Linked DNA regions of Zea mays: region 2 is linked to region 1. The links are chromatin contacts, called in public Hi-C maps. All regions are on one chromosome and are shown on one strand. Each heading gives the region's core, a stretch centred on a gene start, on an enhancer-like site or on the middle of the called end of the contact. The rest is flanking DNA. Distances are from core to core; before and after follow the strand shown. Region 1 overlaps LOC100383196. Region 2 has its middle 44 kb from the start of LOC103642312.

The links. Hi-C and Micro-C count contacts between places; a contact is called where the count stands out from the background.
Region 2: a contact with region 1 is called in a Hi-C map of tassel, with 1.8 times the contacts expected there. The contact joins two enhancer-like sites. A contact is called at or near these places in 2 of 25 Hi-C or Micro-C datasets (ear and tassel).

What each region holds. Positions count from the first base shown.
Region 1 is chr10:13,676,672-13,683,524 of Zm-B73-REFERENCE-NAM-5.0, forward strand. It overlaps LOC100383196, which reads left to right. Exons shown (of 14, transcript NM_001175858.1): 8 at 1-130; 9 at 330-449; 10 at 539-614; 11 at 698-866; 12 at 952-1,766; 13 at 2,346-2,536; 14 at 2,628-3,278. The coding sequence ends at 2,829. Among protein-coding and RNA genes, the nearest start is that of LOC100383196, 6.1 kb to the left of the region's middle. Within about 2 kb of position 3,485, at least 19 of the 20 cell types and tissues checked have an H3K27ac peak or open chromatin away from gene starts, as enhancers often do. A contact at or near this core is called in tassel, where this site is marked.
Region 2 is chr10:13,904,801-13,911,653 of Zm-B73-REFERENCE-NAM-5.0, forward strand. No RefSeq gene overlaps it. Among protein-coding and RNA genes, the nearest start is that of LOC103642312, 44 kb to the right of the region's middle. Within about 2 kb of position 3,236, at least 6 of the 20 cell types and tissues checked have an H3K27ac peak or open chromatin away from gene starts, as enhancers often do. A contact at or near this core is called in tassel, where this site is marked.

The DNA of each region.
Region 1 (6,853 bases), core at 2,235-4,734:
GTGCACTGAGGCACCAAACCACTATCCCATCTTCAGTCATATCAAGCCACAGTATGCATCTTGGTGTTCTTGCAACAGCATGGCATGCAGTGAACACTGGGAGTATGTTCACTGTCTACTACAAACCAAGGTTTGTAAGGAATTATAAGCTTAGTAACATTATTTTTCTTTCTTTCTTTCTTCACTTTTAGCAGTAACCCTATTCCAGTCCGTTACTTAATTGACGCATGAAGTTGCATGATTCCCTTGTACATGATAAAAGAAAGTTTTGGGATCAACGGATAATGAATTGCATGTTTGAGCTGAGTTATTTACAACACATCCTGCAGGACTAGTCCAGCTGAATTTGTGGTTTCACGAGCTAGGTACTGTGAATCACTGAAACGAAATTATTCAATAGGGATGAGGTTTAGGATGAGATTTGAAGGTGAAGAAGCGGCAGAGCAAAGGTAAGAGTGTCTATAGTGGGTATTTGGTTCATTTACATACCACAGCAAAGTCCCCCTTTGGAGATAAACTTTCCATTGTAATTTGTTAGATTCACTGGCACAATAGTTGGAATATGTGTTTCTGATCCATCTGGCTGGGCTGACTCGAAATGGCGTTCCCTTAAGGTATTTTTTGACAATATATTTGTTTCTATGAGATTTGAGTTGATTTATACCAGTCTTTACCTAACCTATTCTTGCAAAATTAGGTGAGATGGGATGAAGCTTCTTCTGTTCCTCGTCCTGAAAGAGTTTCTCCTTGGCAAATAGAACCTGCTGTTAGCCCATCTCCTGTGAACCCTCTTCCAGTCAGATTCAAGAGGTCTCGTTCAAGTGTTAACGCCTCACCATCTGATGTGTCTACTGTAAACAGAGAAGGTTTGAATTTAGCCTTGTTGTGGACTCACCTGAAGCTTGCAGCTCTTTCTATCATTACTAATGCACAAATAACCTTTTCATGTAGTTGCTTCTAAAGTCATGGTAGAGTCGCAACAGAATAATCTCCCAAGGGCCTTGCACAATCAAGGAAGGACACAATTGACAGGTCGATACCGTGATAGCACTGATGTGAAGACTGCTCAGGATCTTACCATGTGGTCTTCAGGAACTGAGCAACAGAGAAACAATATTGCTGCCCAGACAAAACGATGTCTGGAGGGTTGGACGCAATCTAGAACTCCAGAAGGTTACAATCAACTGTTCTCGGCATTTCAACCACTGAAGGATGCACATAATCCACTTCGTCCTTTTCCTAATAAAATATCTGGGACTCGCTCAAGTACCTGGGTCACAGCCGATGCCCGTTATCCAGCTCAACAAGCCAATCACAACATGTTACATGGCACATTGTCTTTTATGCCTCATAGCAGTGGTTTTAGGATGATTCAACAGAATAATCTAGTGACACCTGAAGCTGCAAATTTTACTGGGAAATCAGCTTTCACTTCACTTCAGGGCCATGTCACTGATCAGTGCTCCACAGGCTGGTTTGGATCTATTGAGTCAAATTCCCACACAGACCATGCATCGTCAAGTTTGATCAGGTCCCAGCCTTTGGTTATTGGAAATGATGTTCAGAAAACCAAAGGCACTTCATTCAAACTATTTGGGATTCCTCTTGGCAGTCCAGAAAAATCTGAACCTCTGGTATCCCCACCAAGTGTCGCATATGACGGGAAACTTCAAACTTCTCCAACAGACAACAATGAGCCTTGTTCAGAAGCTACCCAGAATATCCAGAACAAAGTGCAAAGTAGTTCAACCAGAAGCTGCAAGAAGGTTGACCATATCTTGCACCTTTTTCTTTTCTAGTCATCCCCTTGATACATAAATGCATCCTAGGCTTCAAAGCATGCTTCGATGAAGTTATGTGCTGTTGGTCTCTTTTGGCAACATGTTTTATGCATGTAGAAGCACCAGTTCGATAAAATCTGCTAGTTCTGTAATCTTTCGTGCTGATAGATTGCTTTAAGTTTTTCTTGCTCCTGCAAGTGTCATGTTTGGATCTGCTTGGCATCATCCACAGAGCTATTTATCCTCAAGTTTGGGTGTCAAAAAAGAAAAAAAGAACGCTTTGGGAATCCTGTGATAGTGTGATAAGGCCTTTTAATCTATAAGCAATATGCCTTTTCTATATATAGTCTAGCCTTATGTAAATGGTTATTAAGTACAGATATGTGATGACAAATGTACCATTGTCATAGTGACATGGCCTTGAGAAATCTTAGCTTTCTAATGGTAATGGTCAAATATTCTATCTAATTACTTCCATTTTCCTCCTTTTGCCCTCTTATTATATTTGAGGAACGTCGTGTTGTTTGTGGAATTTCTGAATATGACAAGGCTTTCCCATTTCAGGTCCATAAGCAAGGCAGCGCCCTCGGGAGATCGATCGATCTAACAAAGTTCGCTTGCTACGATGAGCTGATTGCCGAACTAGACCAGATGTTTGACTTCGATGGTGAGCTGAAGAGTCCTTGCAGGAACTGGTTGGTCGTCTACACTGACAACGAAGGCGACATGATGCTGGTCGGCGACGACCCCTGGAAGCAAGTGTCCTACCCACCTGAATATCCGTTCCGCCGCCTGCTGATCGAAAATGCAGTCACGATTAACCTTGGATTCCCTCTGTCTGCGCAGTGAGTTCTGTGACATGGTCCACAAGATCTTCATCTACACAAGGGAGGAAGTGGAGAGGATGAACCCAGGCGCCCTAAACGCGAGGCTCGAAGACTGCCTGTCTGACTCGCTGGGAAGAGGGCTGGCTTCCAAAGAGCCCCGGAGCGGCCCCTCGACTTCGGCTGTCGATTCTGAGAACCGCGCTAACTTGTCCAGTCAGTGAGGCAGCTTCAGCAGCAATGTCTAGCCTTGGCTGCACGGAAGAACTACTGACCCTAAGCTAATCTTGTGTGTGTTTCACTTCTTGCAGCCCTTTTGAAAGTGGTGAAGCAGACAAAAGGCCACGTGTCAGAGTGACCGGAAGAACGAGAAAGGGGTGTGTTTCAGTGGTGTGTAGTAGGTAGGTAATTTTGTGTGTATGCCTCCGGGTAAAAGCCCCGCGGTACCCAGTTTGTAGATGGTGCTTCTCCTGGTGCTAGTTTCCCGTCGTAAGCTGGATTTTTTTGGGGGGTGTGTGCCCTGCTCTGTGTGCTGACCCGCCTGGGGGTAAGTTGTAGCAGAGCAGGAGAAAGCAGGCAAGAAACCGCTGGTGCGCCTGCTTGGCCAATCCTTTTCCTTGCGGAGCGCTGTAAATAGCCTTGGATCTGAAGCGTAGTAATGTATTGTCATGGTACTCGAAGTCATGCTCCAGTTTGTGTTGGGTATGACCTGCAACTGTCGGTTCGATGGGTGCGGATGTCGAAGGGTTTGCATGGTTGAGAGGATCTGCAGCCATGGTAGTGAGCTTGATTTGCTGCTACACTGACGTGCAGGTGTGGTGGGCTGCTCTGTTCTGCTGCAGCACCAAACTCCTGTTCCGTGACAGAGGGGGAGGCCCCGCGCACGGCGCACGGGGCGTGCGTGACTGATGAGCGAGTGGCCCAGCCCGACCAGTGTTGAATGCTCCCTTCCCTCCCAGACCCAGATTTGCGGATGCAGCCGCACAAGATCCTACTCGTACGATGCCGCGCGGCGGGGGTGGGTAATGTGGATTGGAATGGATCTCCTTGTCTCGGCGCTGCCGGCCCTGCACGAGATACGGCCCCGCATAACGGCGTCCACCGAGCCCGACAGGATTTATGGCCGTGTCGCCCAGCAGCCCCGCCGGCCGGTTTAAGTTTGCCGTGTTTGCTTTCACTTTCCTAAACTTAATAGTTTGACAAACAAAAACTGACTAAAGAGCATTAAGTATTTGTATAAGCCAAGATTATCCCTATTTAATGCAGGTGGCCTATGAAAAGAACACAGACGCCAAAGTGGAGATGAATTAGGACTTTTAAAATTGCGCTAATCTAGACCACAAATAAATCTCTTAAACAAAAAATATGCAAATAACTAAACAAGAATGTGCAATTCAGGTTTTGTCTAAGTGTTGCTATCTCTATCGCTAAAAGAGTTATGTAACCAAAGTTCCAAACCTATATTCTAAACTAAGAATAATATAGATTGCAAATTAAGTAACTAATGTAAATGCGGAAGCTAAAAAGCAAAGATAGAGATTGCAAATTTCGATAGACGCACCGATATTTTTAACGAGAAATCCAGAACCGTGTAAGGTTCTGACTAATCCTCGTTGGTGCTCATGCACAAGGAAAGCCCACACGAGGGCCAAACATCCGGTCGAGTAACTCCGTAGAGAGCCGCATGCCTTCTCCACACGCAAGTGGTGCTCCGCTTCCGACCTCCTCTCGGACGCTACCTGCTGTCTTCACTATCGAGCTTTCGGCTGAAACGCCGCAGGCCTCGTTCCCTCTAGTACACGGTGGCAGCTATATCATAAACTAGGTTGGTGTGGTCTCGCAAGACTCTTGCCCCACTCAGTACACTTACAATGGTTCGCGCAAGAGCCTAGGGATTTGTGAGTTGTCTAACCTCACTCCCACAACTGGGAACAAATCTAGAGCAAGTGCATAAGCGGTCTAACTAACCTAAGCACTTCGCAAAGCACCCACGCTAATCACCGAGTGATTCTATTAAGCACTTGAGTGTTTGGAGTTATGGAAATGTGTATGACCTTGCTTGGTATGTTGCTTAGGCTCCCACACCTTCAAATGACTGGCTAGGGGTATTTATAGAGCCTCCATCCAAAACTAGCCGTTGGAGGAAAGCAGACTTTTGTGCGCCGCACCGAACCGCTTGTTTGGACCCTCCATGTCAGCTAGTCGTTGGTCGACTAATAGATTTTCTGCAACAGTGCAGAGGTCCAGTGCACCACCAGACCGGTCCGGATAGCTAGTTGTCCGAGAGTTGTTTGCAGAGCTCTCTGCGCTCTCGGTCCGGTGCACCACTGGATCGGTTCGGTGTGCCAGCTGACAAGCCTTTTCTTGATTCTTATATCTTCTTTTCTTGTGTTATTTTGGTCTTCTGTCTTGGATTTGTGCTGAGTATTTATAAATCTTCTATGATTCTTTTAGGTTTTATTTTAAGGTGTTGCATTCTCAGAGCTTCAGTCCAATCCACTTTGCATCTTATGAACTATAAAAACAAACACTTGCAAAACATTAGTTCATCGGTTATGTTGACCATCGAACACCAAAATCACATAGTCAAATGGACCGGGGTCTATTTTCCTTACAATCTCCTCCTTTTTGGTGATTGATGACAACACAGCAAAACCAATCAAATATTAAATACCAAAAGGAAACATGCACTCTACTTGCTATGGATGCATGTGCATAGGCAACATGTTTGAGATACCAAATTGATAGATATGTGGTCATTTAGAATTTAATCACATTCTTGCATATGCAACTAGTCCCTAATGTGTGATTATAGACTTAAGTCTCCCACTAACTCCATAATCCACATACTTCCTATCTAGGACTGAAACCAATCATAAGCAACCACTTGGAAGATCACAACCAATTGAAATGTCATACAAATTTTAAAATGGTGGTGTGGGTTTTGGTATTTGATAACAATTTGGTTTGCTTTGGTCCTCAAAATTCTCCCCCTTTTAAATCAAACACCAAAAGGAAGACATATTAAATCATACAGGAAACAATAAAAGACTTACCCTCTAAAATGATTTCTTCCCCTAAAAGAAAGTTCTCCCCATTTTGACAAGCAATCTCTTCCTGGAAAAAGACATACCCCCCTGTCAGAAAACTCTCCACTTAGGAAAATAATAATAATTTCATGCGAGAGGAAACAAGACATGATTGAATAGACGAATTCCCCCTTAATCTATGCATAGATACATGGTAAAGGACATTCTAGTGATATCAAGTGAAGAAACTAAAAACATATGCTTATGGCAACATGGGGGGTCATAAGATGAAAATGACATAGTCTAATCAAATGTGGAGAAGACATGTAAATGACACTGAAAGTGGAATGAAGCCACTTGTAGATTTGCAGTGGAAGATGAAAGGGAAATGACCTTTACAGTTTCTCTAAATTGATTTTGATGATTGATGACCATCACAACCTAATGGACTAACTAGTTTGCCTAGTTGATTAATTCTTAGGTGCATAAGTCCAGCCATCTCAATTCTAAGTCGACTGTCCAAAATATCGTATATTATTCTGGACAAGAGAAGCTTTTTGGAGAATTCACCTGTGCGCCGACAGTCTGGGCCCTTTCGGCGGACCGTCCGCGACACCTCGGTGAGCCTCAGACAAGAACTATGCAAAACTCACATTTCTATTATGGACTGTCCGAAGGAGAGAAGAACACCGTCCGGGACCAAGCTCGGACCGTCCGCCCATTGGAAACCAGAGAAACCCGAAGGTGCCAAGTTCGGTAAAAAGGAATTATAGCATCCTCGCGGACCGTCTGGGGTGCACGTCCGGGCCGTCCGAGATTGCTTTATCCGACATCTATCGATGCTTTTAATGCACTTATAATCGTTGATATAGCCTATCGGAGAGGAAATCTCCGGCCAGGTGGCGGAGTGCACCCGCCCTAAATCCTAAGATGAGGAAGGGGCCTAAGCATTTTGCTTGTTAGTTGGATGTAGGGATGAACACACAAGAGTTTAGAGTGGTTCGGGCCGCCAGAGCGTAACACCCTACTCCACTGTGTGTTGTATTGCTTGAGTCTAAGCCTAAAGATTGAGCTTGAGTTGTGTCTTGAATCACTTGGGTCTAAGTGATCCTCGCTGCATGCCTCCCCTTTTATAGTTCAAGGGGGGGGGGGGGCATGTACAAGGGTTCTGAGCCCCAACACGCGGGCCTAGGGACAAATGGAAGGATGGAACTACTGC
Region 2 (6,853 bases), core at 1,986-4,485, 230 kb after region 1:
CTGGGGTCGGGCGGAGCGGAGTTCGCCGTCTTCCGGGTCTTAGCCCGAGTCCGAGCCCTGGGGTCGGGCGGAGCGGAGTTCGCCGTGGCGCCTTTGTCGAGGCCTGACTGCCTGTCAGACTTACTCTGTCGAGTGGCGCTGCAGTCGGAGTGGCGCAGGCGGCGCTGTCCTTCTGTCAGACTGGCCAGTGGAGCGGTGGAGTGACGGCGGTCACCTCGGCTCTGCCGGAGGCGCGTGTCAGGATAGAGGTGTCAGGCCTCCTGTGCGTTAAATGCCCCTGCAATTTGGTCAGTCGGTGTGGTGATTTAGTCAAGGTTGCTTCTGAGCGAAGCCAAGGCCTTGGGCGAGCCGGTGATGTGTCCGCCATAAAAAGGGGGCCTCGGGCGAGACGGAAGTCTCTCGAGGTCGGCTGCCTTCGGCCGAGGCTAGGCTCGGGTGAAGCGTGATCGAGTCACTCGTGTGGACTGATCCCTGACTTAATCATGCCCATCAGGCCTTTGCAGCTTTATGCTGATGGGGGTTACCAGCTGAGAATTAGGCGTCTTGAGGGTACCCCTAATTATGGTCCCCGACAAGCAGCGTCTTCTAAACGACCCTCTAAATTTAGAGGATGTTGCTGGATCCTCTATATATAGAGTTTCTTTAAACGGTTCTCTATCCATTTAAATACATTAAACAACTGGCTTAGCAAAACTAAAATATGTACAATACATTTGAAAGTATGACAAATACGTATGTACAAAAATAAAAATTAAAAAATACCTTTAATATAGGTATTTATGTATAGAAGACTTGATTTAAAGGACGTTGTTGGAGAGGAAGGAAATATAGGGGATAAAATTTTTTTGAAAAGACCGTAAATGACAGATATAGAGGATGAATATAAAGGGCGTTACTGAAGACAGTCTAAGACAGCGGTGCTCGATGCGCTGGCCCTTGCTGTCACTCCCGCTTCGGCTGTGGAAGGCACTGCTGGCTGTAGGTCTGTCTGTGGTCGCACCTCTCGCCATGGCGGTGGGTCTGGCCGCGTTACCATTGCCGTCGCTAGAAGCACGCTGTTTTGTGGAGCCTCCGCAGTACCTCTGAAAGAAGATTTATGGGGAGGAATCCAATTGATATTCAAAATTAAATGACGAGGTGATTTCTTCTCATAGATCTTCTCTATTTTCTTAGACACCAAACCAACCTTCAGGGTTTAAAATTTCTTGTTACAGATACTAAGAGAAAACGGATTCCGATGATATTTTTCGAAAGATTCGTTTCAAAATTTAAATTTTAAAAAGTTCATAAAAAATTGGAAAATATTCCACTAAAATCCTATAAAACTAATTAGCATTTCTGGCTGGTAAATCACCGAAAACAGCTCGAAATTAACAAAAAAACCACTCGGGATTCACCGAAAACCGCTCGAGAATAGCGAATTTTGTTTTTAAATTTTGAAATAACAAACCATTTGGGATTTGCAAAATTTAGTAAAATTCGAGCAGCTTTATGTAGTAGAGATTATATGTTTGTTCCCACAAATAAAAGTATGAGCATATCCGGTTGTTGTAAAATTCATTTCTAAATCAATAATTTGACAACTAATAAAATGAAGGATTGAGAATGGATGAAGGTCATAGTTCATTATTTCCGCGTGTGTTTGGGTCGCTATCTCAGATCCATCACCCGAAACTTCAAACTGATCCATTGTGCTAATCGGTTTACCCTCGCTAGCCGCCTTTGCGTGAACTCCTACTATCGCGAGCCCTAGCTAGATCACAAACCCTTTAAGTCTTTCATCACCATAAATTCATCCTTTAATTGCGCTGTTTTTATCTCAGTTCAACCGTGCTTCAATTCGGTTTCCAATGGGCAAATATCTATTTTTATCCCCTCTATCAGACACCCTTATGGTAAAAAATATAAAGAAATATAATATATTTTTCTAGGCTAAATTATTCTATTAGCTACTAACTAACAAAATTTGAATTGAAAACTTAGTTTGTACATAAAGAAATAAAAAAAATCTTTTGTTAGTGGGTAAATTGAACCAACTCAAATGAGAGGAGGGGTAAAATGAACTAAAAATAGTTAGGGGGTCCATAGGTGAGAGGAGTAATTTGATTTTTTTCTAGTAAAAAATATTCTCCTATTATTTTTTTCAATCAAAAGAAAGGCCCCGATTAGAGCATCGACTTCCACATTATTAGCTTGATGTATACAATCATCCAGAGCTAAATATATTACCATCATCTGTTGATTTGATAAAAGGCCTTGTTAAACTATGTAAAAGTTTCATGTATCTAATGGTTGTTAGATTATTAAGATTAGTGGTCGCCCTTCAAAGCTTAACTGCAACCACTTAGAGAGCCTTTTTAGCTATAAAACATGTCAAAACATGGCTATGGAATAAAATTGCAGATGATTTTCTGCAAACTTACGTGATCATCTATGTTGAGAATGAATGACAACAAAGATTAGCTCTCATGAAATAATCGAAGCTTTTGATTTGGCTGGTCCTCGTAGAGGCTAGTTCAAGTTAAGGGGTGTTTGGTTTCTAGCGTCTAATTTTTAGGTTCTCCATTTTATTCCATTTTATTTTCTAGAAATTGCTAAATATGGAAACTAAAATAGAGTTTTAGTCTTCATATTTGACAATTTAGGGACTAAAACGGAATAAAATGAGAGAACTAAAAATTAGTCTCTAGAAACCAAATAACCCCTTAATAGAGATGTAATCATGTAATAAGTCTCTTTTTCTCTAAATGTGCAAAATTATTCTCTGCTCTTGGAGTTAATTAATGTATAATTGTATGGTCCAAGTTTGTTTGACTAGCTTATTATCTATACTATATCCAAATTAGTATACACATGTATATATATTACATGATATTTTTTTATCTTACAGTATTGATGAGTTGTTCCGCCCTCCCCTGTTGCCATAATCCTGTAATGTCAGAACATCAGATCAACACCTAAATTAAAACATTTGTACCCTCCCCTTTTGAAAAACAACTTCGGAATCAAATTTTCATATTTGTTGTGTGTCAACGAAGAAATGAAGATCCAACGTACTTTAGAGCTGTCCACGTTGGAAAGCATTAAAGCTGAAACAGCACAATTAAGCTAGGGTGTTAATTTCTTCATGCAGTACTACATCGAACCAGCCGGCGTAGTATTGAATTTGAAGAATATTATGCATGCACGCAGACAATATAGGAGCCAGACTGCTACTGTACGTTGATGCTTCGACGCTGATATATTAGTTGGCAAAATTGATGTGACAAGGACACCACGGCGACGTGCGTGGCTCCACTATTGCAGCCTCAACTCTGAATGCAAGTACATGTGGGAGCTCATACATATACTCTCTCGTAGATCCTTCAATGCTTCACGCGGCTAGTTGCTGACGGGAATGTAGATTGTTAATGGTGCACAGCTAATTTTTATTTCCATATGAATAAATGGTGTGCAGTATTTGAGGGCAAAATTCTTGCAGAGGATGTTATAAAAAGAACTTTGTTTTCCTAAACTTTTTAAAAACCCCTCATTTGAATAATTATGAGTCGTTTTACAAAAGCTGTTCAATATTTTTGATCTATACTCACAAGAAATATATATTGACGTCATAAACCAATAGTATGTTTGTAAGAGAAAAATATTTCACATTTCTATCTATTTAACTAATATAGTGATATATATGTAAGGGGCTTCCGTCCGAGGGTACTAAAACGTCAGTACAGTTCTTAAACTTCCTCATCCTTGTATAGGATATTAGTACAGGTTGATATCTACAACTGCTACTAATGTTAAGTCGTCAGTACCAGTTGAAGACATCAATCAGTACTCACGTACCTCGAGCTCACGCAAGGACATAAAGGTCCTCAGTATCGATTCTTTATAAGAATTAGTACTAAAGGTTACTTTTCGGTTCCTACTCACATATCTTTAGTTCTAGTTCTTTTTTAAGAGCTAGTACTAAAATGCAAAATTGATGACATAAAGGTCCTCAGTATCGACGCTGATATATTAGTTGGCAAAATTGATGTGACAAGGACACCACGGCGAAGTGCGTGGCTCCACTATTGTAGCCTCAACTCTGAATGCAAGTACATGAGGGAGCTCATACATATACTCTCGTAGATCCTTCAATGCTTCACGCGGCTAGTTGCTGACGGGAATGTAGATTGTTAATGGTGCACAGCTAATTTTTATTTCCATATGAATAAATGGTGTGCAGTATTTGAGGGCAAAATTCTTGCAGAGGATGTTATAAAAGAACTTCGTTTTCCTAAACTTTTTAAAAATCCCTCATTTGAATAATTATGAGTCGTTTTACAAAAGCTGTTCAATTTTTTTTTATCTATACTCACAAGAAATATATATTGACGTCATAAACCAATAATATGTCGTCCGAGGTACTAAAATGTTAGTACAGTTTTTAACTTCCTCATCCTTGAATAGGGTATTAGTATAGGTTGATATCCTAACTGGTTCTAATGTTAAGTCGTCAGTACCAGTTGAAGACATCAGTCAGTACTCACTTACCTCAAGCTCGTGTCATGGACATAGAGGTCCTCGGTATCGGTTCTTTATAAGAACTAGTACTAAAGGTCACTTTTCGGTTCCTGCTCACATATTTTTAGTTCTGGTTTTTTGTAAGAGCTAGTACTAAAATGTATCCCATGCCTTGCTATGCCTTTCTTATTCTTTTCTTCCCATGCCTTCCTCGGTGAGCCCATCGAGCTCTCTCCTTGCACCACCACTGAACTCGTCGAGCCTGCGTGCCCACGCCCTCCCCCCCCCCCCCCCCCCCCCCCCCCCCCCCCCCCCCCCCCCCCGTGTCGGTAATGCTCCTGTCCACACCATAGCATTACCATCAGAGCAGTGATGCCCTGACCCCATGGTGAGCACATCGGAAAACGAGGCTTTATTATACCATTGCAATAAATATTAGCACAAAATCCTAGTGTATTCAACTCGTGGCAGTATTCTTGTGTGTCTTCGCTATAGAAGATTATTGTGTGTTTTCACTATAGATTTTTCCATTTCCCACACACACTTGCTACCTTGATATATAGAAAATAGCCTTTATCCTTTTTTCTTTTCCTTGTGGTCCATAATGCCTACATTGTGCATAATATAGATCCACACCACTCCCACAAATAGAATGCATTGTCAAGAAAGTCATGACTCAAAGTATTTGGGTCAGGTTTATTTTAACAAGGACATCAATTTTTATCTCAATCTTAAACCCTATTTTTAGGGTTTTATGTGTTTTCATATGAATCGTTCTAAGACAGATCACCGTGAAATAGAGAAGAAGTTGAATCATAAACTAGCCCTTAGGAAATAAATGAGAAGATACATCCAACTAGCCCTTAGGCTTATAACACATGTTCTATTAAACTAGCTCTGAGGGGTATGAGTGATGTTTTAGTAAACTAATCCTTAGGGTTATGAGTGATAGTTGCCTAGAGGGGGGTGAATAGGCAACACCTAAAATTTCACAACTTAAAACAAATTCCAATCCCAAAATGGATGTTAGATCAAAATCTAGATTAGGAAAGAGGGATGTTCTTGCACTTGATGCTCTTCATGATTGCAAAATTAATACAAGAACAATATCGCAAGTGAAGACTATAGCAAGAACTTAGAGAGAGAGAGACAGACAAAAACAAATTGTAGAAAGTAACGAGCACCAACAACTTGTTTCCCGAGGTTCAGTTTCGAAGAGCCTGCATCCCCGTTGAGGTGTCCCACTAGACTAGGTCCCTCTCGACCTTCTCAAGTGATCCAACGATCAGCTTGAGCCCTTAGTTCCTTTTCTTTAATCTTCCTTATCACAAGGTACTCCATAGAGATTGTAGACTCTTGCTAGCCATACATAATGGATGGGAGTTACAACTCCAATGAAAGTAAGAGGGAGAAAGAATGCATGCAAGAGCACAACAACACCAAAGAACGAAGAACAGAAGCGCACAACTACAACACAACTCTCTCTAGACTATTCTCGTGAATATATACGCTTGGATCTCTTAGTATTGTTTCTTTAATGCTTATGAATAAAACTCTGCCTCTTGAGTGACTTGGTGTCTTGAGGAGACTGGTTAGGGGGGCTATTTATAGCCCAAATGCCTCAAAGAGATGTTGAGAAAACTGTCCAGATCTACTCTCTCGGTCTGTGAACCAGATAGAGTCCTGTAGCATAATTCTCGAGATCGTGATTGGCACCTTCCTTCTGAGGTGGCACTAGACTCGTTCGATGTGCTAGGCCACTGAAGCCCTTCTTTAGAGCTCTCAGCGAAGCAGTCCGGTGCGCCATCAGAATGGTCAAGTGTGCCCCAGATAGCTACAATTTGTCCTTTTAACTGCATATCTTCTTCAAGCTAATTCCATTTTTTTCTAAGAGTGTTCTTGTCACTTTAGACAAACATGTCTGGGGACAATCCAACCAGTCTAAGTAATGTATTATCATTTATATTAATTCTCCAACTTGATTTCTATTTATCTGAACTTAATTACTACACACACACACTTAGCAAACATGTTAGTCGATAGTGTTGTGTTGGTCATTAATAACCAAAATATTTATAGAAATGGCTCAATGCACATTTCTCTTTCAATCTCTCCCTTTTTGGTGATTGATGCCAACACAACAAAGGGAAATACAGTATGACTAACTTAAAGACAGTTTGATATTCTAGATAGGTTCATTATATGTAGAATTAAGTTGGGTGTAAGTTTTAAAGATTTTACATGTTTGGACCATATGAGTCACCACTTGATTTTGATTTTACAAATCAAACTCATTTCCAAGATTGTGAAAATTCTCTTCCCTATTGACAAACAGTCTTTTGTTATGAAAAGT